Linked DNA regions of Hordeum vulgare: region 2 is linked to region 1. Evidence: chromatin contacts called from public Hi-C data. All regions are on one chromosome and are shown on one strand. The core of a region is the stretch at or near the end of the contact, and the rest is flanking DNA. Distances in the headings are between cores, read along the strand shown. Region 1 holds the start of LOC123408383 (CBL-interacting protein kinase 29-like). Region 2 holds the start of LOC123409026 (RING-H2 finger protein ATL46-like).

Evidence for each region. Hi-C and Micro-C count contacts between places; a contact is called where the count stands out from the background.
Region 2: a contact with region 1 is called in a Hi-C map of leaf, with 10 times the contacts expected there. The contact joins the promoter of LOC123409026 here to the promoter of LOC123408383 in region 1. A contact is called at or near these places in 3 of 6 Hi-C or Micro-C datasets (leaf and seedling) and 1 of 1 datasets of contacts at active chromatin or transcription factors (embryo).

What each region holds. Positions count from the first base shown.
Region 1 is chr7H:96,026,794-96,031,210 of MorexV3_pseudomolecules_assembly, forward strand. It overlaps LOC123408383 (CBL-interacting protein kinase 29-like), which reads left to right and starts at 3,078. Exons shown (of 2, transcript XM_045101503.1): 1 at 3,078-3,265; 2 at 3,732-4,417. The coding sequence starts at 3,078.
Region 2 is chr7H:96,315,950-96,320,365 of MorexV3_pseudomolecules_assembly, forward strand. LOC123409026 (RING-H2 finger protein ATL46-like) reads left to right here and starts at 1,369. Exons shown (of 1, transcript XM_045102027.1): 1 at 1,369-3,081. The coding sequence starts at 1,684. The coding sequence ends at 2,922.

The DNA of each region.
Region 1 (4,417 bases), core at 1,828-4,327:
CCGCTTTGCTCTTCGTCCATCAATGACTCAGCTATTTGAGTATATCTTCTATCCATATTGAGGATCCTAGTCTCCTAGATGAATATCCGGCACATTGGTATTGTTCAACAATTGTCAATTGATGCAGACTTAATTATTTTCAACATTGTGTCTTGTCGTCCATAAGAAAGTATCCATCTGATACCATTGAAAGGAGAAGGAGGAAAGTTGTGGATGATTTAGTACAACCACATTGCAGAAATATTCATAATTGTTTCAAAGAGGGTTGGTGATAGTTTTCATAAAGGAATGGCAACCAACTAATAGCAATTCAGAATTTGATCACCACGAAGAAAAAGTTGACACCAACATAAGTGGCTCTAAGCATTTAGGTAATTCATCGGATGCACATGCACAATCCGCTTGTGATGATGATGAACAACCAGTGTATAGTGATGATATTTATGTAGAAAATTAGGATAATGTTGATAATAAAACAAGAGACATCTTAGTTGAGAAAGGGTCGATGAGAGAGGACAAAAAATGGCATACATCTAGACGATGCAGGAAGCCGTTTTACATATGCCCATTACCATAGGAAATTCAGCAATGGTGAGGAACATGTTAAAATGATTAGTTTATTCAAAAGATGCTAGCAAAGTTTTTTTGCTTATGCTTTAACATCTTCAGGTCTAGCATTAGCAGGAGTTTATTCAAAAGATATCATCAAAGTATTTTTGCTTCTACTGTAAGATCCTCAATTCTACCATTGGCAGGAATCACAGATCATTAGCACATGATGAATTTGGACATTTTTAGGCATATGTATAAATTATTTGAGATATATATACTGATTTTGGGCGCACTTAAGTGTTATTGGTAATATTTCATATATATGCATATCATTTTTTCCTTAATATGATGACTACATTGAGGGCCCCAGGTTTTACTCTCGCCCCGGGCCCCCAAAATTTCACTACCGGCCCTGGCGATGGTCATGAAACGGTTTTTGGCTCGAAGTCTTGGGCTGCAGCGGTTGAAAGAGAAGCCGGTGACGCCCGCAAGTGTCTTCCTCCTTGTAGTGGGTCGCCTTGGGGGAGGGGAGCTTGGTGTTTGCAGCCACACCGACAGTCGTGGCACGAAGATGGGGGTGGGTTGCCTATCTGGCGGCAAGCTGGAAGAGCTGAAGACCTTTGCAGAACCTGGCGTGACAATTACATGTGAAGGTGTAGGACTTGGCGTGGCGATGCTCTCATCACGCGAAGGGCTGGACCTGGCGATGAATTCTGAAGCTGAAGAAGGAATCATAGGTGTTGCAGGTTTGTTGTGATCTTCCTGGACCTGACAGCTTGACGCGGGCGGAGATGATGGTTGAGGCGAGGTCGCCAAGCTATTGGAGGCACTAAAGCAAGGCACGGTCATCTGAAGCCACCCAGAGGTAGAAGACATGGGACGAATTTCGATGATGTCTTCAGAGGTGGTGCGAGAGGATGGCAGTGGAGAGCGCACAAGGTACCTAATAAGTAATAAACCATGGTTTTCACTATTCATTAATTCATTGTCTAGAGCGGATCATTTAAAAGTCGTTATCGCCATACCGGTTTGATGTATACCACAAAATACTTTTACGGCGTCGCTCAATCTTGGGCAATATAGATACGGTAAATCGGTGCTGCAATTTGTTTAAAAAATCATGCTAGAAATTGTTCATCACCACCAGAGTGCATACATATAAAATACATACTTCACGCTAGAAATTGACCCTAGGTCGACGACGTCCTAACTCGTTGACCTCGAGGTGGTACTTGGCGGCAATCTTGCGGAGCGCGTGGGTGAGGTCGTGCTCCTCCTTGGCCGCGGGGAGGCGATCATCGACACCTTCTTCTCCGTGCGCCACCACGCGCTCCACGACATCGAGGTCCTCATCAACAACGTGTCACCTCTTGATGTGCGCCAAGATGTGCTTGTCAAGCACATTCAAGCTAGCCCAAGGTTCCGCCCGCCTTTCCAGATGAGCATGTTGCGGTCCTATGCATGTCTCGACTGCCATGGCTCCACGGCACGACTGGACCTGCTCACCTCCACGTCGTGTCGTGGCCTCTTACTCGAAGGCGATCCGACGTGGCACCACGGCTTTCACCAGCGCCGCCGATCGTCGAGAAGGGGAAAAGGCTGGAAGAGTTGGACGAAAGTTCTCGCCGGAGTTGACTTGGGCTAGCGGCGGAGAGGACAAATTGTGACGGGGAGGGACCTGGGGCTAACCCTAAAAGCCCCCGGTGTCATAGCGACAGAGGGACCGATTTTATGGACGAGACCGATTTGTAGGATTTGTTTACGCCACAAAATGATGAAATCTGCATATTTGCCAATTTTTTTCAAACAACGGCCTTTTGTACCTTTACAAGATCGGGTAAAGATGCTTTTTGAGCAGAGTACAATCAAAGTCGTTCATATACACGAACCCCTATGAACGCACGCACACACACCCTATCCCTGTGAGCATTTTTGAAAGACTAAGCCGGCACATCATTTTAAAATTGACAAATTCGCCTGTGACGCCTTTGTTGTCGAAGGGAGCGTCTTCGCCCACTGAAAGCACGTCGCCGAAAGACCTGAAATAAATCCAGAAAAATGCAAGCACCAACGTCAAATCTAGGACTTAAACTCTACTGGAGAAGGGATACCACAGTCGTCCTAACCATCTACTCACGCATTGGTTTTGCGGTAAAGATGCTTTTACTGAGTTGGATTCCTAAGCGCGACCCTTTTTTTCCGCCCGCATGCTTTCACATGATTCGTGCCCCTCGTGTACGGCACAAGAGTACACACCGTATCGGCCAGCTCGCGGGACACGCCCACGAACACTGAACTGTCGCGTGACAAGTGACAACACGAGCAGGTCAGCGGCAGCTAGTAGGAGTACGAAACAGGCTCACACCGTGCAGTGAGTTCGTCGTCGTGGTGTGTACATGCATGCCTGCATCCCAGTGCCAGTGTGGATGACGCCGCAGGCCGCAGGCCGCAGTGGACTCTTGCACATGAACTTCTACGGTTCCATCCAAAGACAACAAACGCACGCAAGAGCGCGTTCACGTGCCATGGGTACCCTCGCCGGCCCGGCGGTTTCCGGGTGGTCCGGTCCGGCCCGCCCCCGTGCCGCTGCCCACTGGACAGGTCAAAGGACAAACCTTTTTTGCTCGCACGGCGCCGGTACGGCTGTTCGCAGAGTCGCGCTCGCCTCGCCGCTGCGGTCAGTGGTCGCCTTTTCTGCATCGATCGAGCCACGGTAACTTTCGCTCCGCCTCGTGCTTGGAGCTCTCCGACCGGCGCACGGAGTCAAAGCTGATCGTGCCCGCATTCGTCCGCGTCTGGTAAAATATTACTCGGTGCCCGAGATTCCGATACGCAGTGGGCCGCAGATCAACTGAACGGCTGCTGGTCAAACAGTTTTGGCCTGAAATGACATGCATGGCATGGGTTTCCCGACTTTTGTCTCGAGCAACAGCTTTTTTAGGTAATAGGACTCGGGATCCTAGAACTTGCACACAATGTGATGGATTGATCCTAGAACTTGCAAAGTGATCCTATTTGATCCTAAAACTTGTAACTCTGGTGTAAATTTAGTCCACAGTCAATCACAGCGTGCCAAGCGGACAGAGTGGGACAGGGTCGGTCTTTTGCACACAGCCCCTTGCGTTTGTCACTTATTAATATAGCCGCACATATTTCAAAATGCACCTGAATTAATTAAGCTTCAATCTTCTGGCGCATGCATGCACGCACGTATCTCTCATCGATGTCCTCGGCACACGCAAGAAGGTCCACTTCGTCCTCGACCTCGCCGCCGGCGGTGAGCTCTTCTCGCTCGTCGACTCCGACGGCCGCATGGCGGAGGACCTCGCGCGGCATTACTTTCGCCAGCTCGTCTCCGCCGTCCGGTACTGCCACTCCCGCGGCGTCTACCACCGCGACATCAAGCCGGAGAATTTGCTGCTCGACGGCGAGGGCGAGTTTAAGGTCGCCGACTTCGGGCTCGGCGCCATCGCGGACGGGAGCCTCCACCACACCCTCTGCGGCACCCCTGCCTACGTCGCGCCGGAGATCCTCTCGAAGCAGGGGCACCACCCGGCCAAGGTCGAGATCTGGTCCTGCGGCGTGGTGCACTTCGTGCTCGCCGCCGGCTACCTCCCATTCAACGACGCCAGCCTCATCAACATGTACCGCAAGATCTACGCCGGCAAGTTCCGGTGCCCGAACTGGTTCTTGCCGGCGCTGCGCCACCTGCTGCGCCGCATCCTCGACCCCAACCCGGCCACGCACATTGACACGGACGGCATCATGGAGCACCCGTGGTTCTGCCACGGCATGGGCGGCAACGGCGAGCTGGAGAAGCTGATGCGCGGCCACGAGGAGGAGGCGTGGTTCAAGACGGAGTTCA
Region 2 (4,416 bases), core at 119-2,618, 290 kb after region 1:
CGCCCAGGAGCTCGGGGGGTGGCTTATATAGTGTCTGCCTGGACCTGCCGAGTGCCATTACAAGGGCCATTAATGAGAGTAACTACCCACGTTATTTGAAACTGCATCCCTAACTATGAACGTTACACGTAACAACAGCCATGATTGTACTCAATATGTGACGTTAAACCCTCGGCCGTTGGAGTTCCCACGTCGCCCACGATCGGAGTGAAGAGGTATGTCTGATTAGAAGAAGAACGCCTGAGTGACCTTATGGATCCTAGTGGACCCTAGTTTTTCGTCCTAGTGCAACTGTAGTCATGAGACTTCGTCGTACGTGTGGGGCCCTATGTGGGCCCTCGATGTCTGGTCGGTGTCCCTAAGACTAGTAGGTAGCCTCATCGGGAGGATTTAGGCTAGTGCAAGGAAAAAGGAGATAACATACTCGAATGGAAGTCGTCGTCGTCACGACGCCACACTTCCTATCTCTTGAGTCGCAACCACCTTTTCCTTGTCTTCGCTAGGTTTCTTGCGCTCCCCTCCAGTGGATTAGTTCCACACGGGGAGTTGATTCTTGTGAACCCAATAGAATGGAGGAGATCGACGTGGTTTGGACCGGGATTTTCTTCACCCTTGCCCAAACCAAACAATGAAATTGTGATCCACGGGAAATAGTTTCCGGCCTGAATGACCCACATGGATTGGGCCAAACTAGTCGAATTGGAGATGGTAGAGCTCACGGAATAGCAAACCTGAGGCTTAGCTTTGTTTAATTCAATGAGCTAATTCTCGTGCGATGGAACACAAGGGCGGTTCAACACCAACGTGTCCAACATGAATATTACACCATCACATTTTAGAGTTTGTTATTAAGATTTGATTTGACTTGAGTATTGGTATGAAAAGTAAGGAAACCTTTGATTCAGGTGAAATTTTGGTAATATTTGATGTGATTTGAGCATTGGTAAGGGAAAGAAGGAAATGTCGATTCAGGTCATAAAATGTGGTTTCGTTCTACGGAGTATTTATTTACACGGTGCTAGCGTGACGCACCGGCCCTGGTCCGGGCCCGGGCCCGTCTGGTGTGGGTGTGGGTCTAGCGATGAGCCAAGACCAGCAGCAGTCGCACAGCCATTTCAAACACGGGACAGGCCAGCAAGCTGCCACGGCCCCCACCTGCACTAGCCGGCAGGGTACGGGCCCAGCGCATCGCCTCTACTATTGTCCTCGCAACCGGCGCCCCCGCGACCGCGACTTCCAACGATCGTTGCGGCTGAAAGCGACCGCACCACCACAAAAAAAATACTCCACCGAGCCCTTCCCAGGGCCGACGCCACCGCTCGCCACCGCCGTCGCTTTCCCCTTTCCCCCTCCCCACCCCAGCTCGTGCGCTCCCACCACTCCCCTCCCCTCCCCTCCTCCGCTCCCCAGCGATTCCCACCGCAATCCTCCGTCTCCTCCCCGCATCCCCGCCGTGTCCACCTGCCCGCCATCCGACCGGAGGAAGCCTCCGGGGGTTCTCTTGGTCCCTAGCGCCTTGGACGCTTCCCCCCGGGCTGCACCAGCCCGCCGCTTTTAGGTGCCGTCCGGCCTCCGCTTTTGCGTCCCTTTTCGGACGGGATTGCTGCCGGTTTCTCGCGAAAGATCGCATCTCTTGCCTGCCGGATCAGATGAGATGCGGGGGTGCCGGTGCCTCTAGGAGACATGGCTGAAGAAGCGGTCTCGTCCTCGCCCGGATCCTCCGCGGTGACGGCGGTGGCTGCGTACCCCTACCCGTACCGAGTGGCGCGCAGCCTCCATGGCGCCCTCGTCGTCAGGGACGAGCTCCCCTACTCGTACCCCGCTGCTGCCGCTGCCGCCCCGCCGCCACCCGCGCAGGTGCAGCAGGGCTCCTCCGGCGGGGGAGGCGGCAAGATTAGCCCCGCGGTGCTCTTCATCATCGTGATTCTTGCGGTGGTGTTCTTCATCTCCGGCCTGCTCCACCTCCTCGTGCGGCTGCTCATGAAGAAGCAGCACCGCCGCCGAGGGGGCTCGGCGGCCGCGGCGGCGCAGGGGCCCGGGGAGGCCGACGCGGCGCTGCAGCGCCAGCTGCAGCAGCTGTTCCACCTTCACGACTCCGGCCTGGACCAGGCCTTCATCGACGCGCTGCCCGTCTTCTCCTACCGGGAGATCGTCGTAGGCGGCGGCGGCGGCGACAAGGAGCCCTTTGACTGCGCCGTGTGCCTGTGCGAATTCGACGCCGAGGACAGGCTCCGGCTGCTGCCGCTCTGCGGGCACGCCTTCCACCTCAACTGCATCGACACATGGCTGCTGTCCAACTCGACCTGCCCGCTCTGCCGCGGGGTGCTCTTCGCCCCAGGGCTGACAGCCGAGAATAACCCGATGTTTGATTTCGATGAGGGGTTGGAGGAAGGGCGGCTGTCGGAGTGCTGCGAGGATGGTTTCGGATTGCCCACGCAGAAGTCCTCGGAGGGGTTGCAGGAGCCGGCGGCCGAGAAAAGAGTGTTCCCGGTGAGGCTTGGGAAGTTCAAGAATGTCGGCACCCAGGGTGCTGTTGAAGGTGGAAATGCCGATTCTGCTGTGCTGAGGAGGGAGGAAGGGGAGAGTAGCAGCAGCAGTTTGGATGCAAGGAAATGCTTCTCTATGGGCACTTATCAGTATGTTCTTGGGACTTCAGAACTTCAGGTGGCTCTCCAGCCGGGCCGAGCTAGAAATGGTGGTGCGATGAGATTAAGACCTCCGGGAATAAGTTGTGTCAATGCGGACATTATGGAGGGAAAGAAAATTTGCGCACGGAACAAAGGGGAGAGCTTCTCCATGTCGAAGATTTGGCAGTGGTCTAATCTCAAGGGCAAGTTACCTGCTGGCTCAGATGATTGTTCAGAAGCAGGGAGCCTTCCATGGTTGAAGAGAGGTGGCACTGGGGATAAATTGAACATGTGATGTGACTCTGTACTGTGATACTAGCTAATATTTCTCTTCTTAGTGCCACTCCATTAATTTCTTACCTATAATTATTCTAGTCTAATTTTCATATTCAGGTTTTAATTGGAATTGGTTAATCTCATGGGGAGATAAGTTTTCCGTAGTCATGCCACCTTACTCTATTGCGCCAATTTGTGATAGCTTACAGATCATGTGATTTCTGCTGCATGCTGCTTTGTTTATGTTCTTGTATCGGTTTGAAGCTACCTTCATATTCCTGAAACTTTCCTTCCAAGAATGCTCAAAGTAAAGTTAGCAATGACTCCTTAGTTGCAATCTTGTCATTCTTTCTACTGCGTAGATGATAAGATAAATATTACTTGAGTTTTGCTTCAGTACTAATTAGACCTTCTAAAACAGTTGGTATGAAGTGTAGAACAAATTTTTTTTTGAACCATGCAGTAGAAAGAACATTGTAGCTTTAGAGTTGAGCTATATGCTATCACATAGAAGGGTAGCGGGGGAAATCTTATTGGTACTATGACTATCTTATTGGTGGCTACTGGTTAGCATTAAGTAGCTCTTTGATCTAGGTTCTTGTTTCAGTTTGGAGGATGGTGCAGATGTCTTGAGATTGTGCCTAGTTGTGATGCATAGGTTAGACACTTATGTATGGGAAGGACACTTGCGGGGGCTGCTACTGAAACAACTAAGGCAGGAGTAGGCTGGCACTCACTGGATAAGTTAGGAAGACGAGTAGATTGTTTCTGGGTTCTGGGTTTGAATTTTCATGCAGGCCATTCCCCTCCGCAAATACCTTTATGATTCACTGATCTTCATATGGCTGAGCAAAACCCATATTAGTATTACAAGCAACTGTACTAAGTAAAATAGACTGTTAATTAAGGCATACTGGAAGGAATGGTTTTTTTGTACAAAAATCACTTGTAACTTTCAGAAATTGCACATGGCTGTAATTTACAAGAGCCCGCTGTGCATATGTTTAAATTTTCGTATCTAACCAATTCTTTTCCTGATGAGCTACATCTACTTATGATTTGGCACTCCTTTTATGATAGTTGTAGTCAGCCAAGTTTCAGATATTGCACGTGTTCTTTCTTCTGTGTTTCCAAATGAGCTACACCTACTATTTTTAGGCCATAGGCACTTCAGTGAAATTGCTGATGTACACTTATATTCCTGACTATCTTGTTTTAGATTTGTAAATTGAGGTACATGGTAGACTGCTTCGTAACATCTGAACTCATGCCAATGGGTAGTAGGTTCCTAGTATTTCCCTCACCTGCACATCTGCAGACATATGAACTTCTCATGATTGAGCATGTAATCTTTTATCAGAGGCTTTACTTATTTAAGTTCCAGCTGAGCATATTTCTTTTGCCTTTAGTTCACCAGTCATCTGCTGCCTTTCTCAAAGTCTTCTTCTTTGATGAACACTTTGTTGGGGGGTTTACATTCCCCTTTCAAGAATCTCTTTGCTCTCACAAAAGA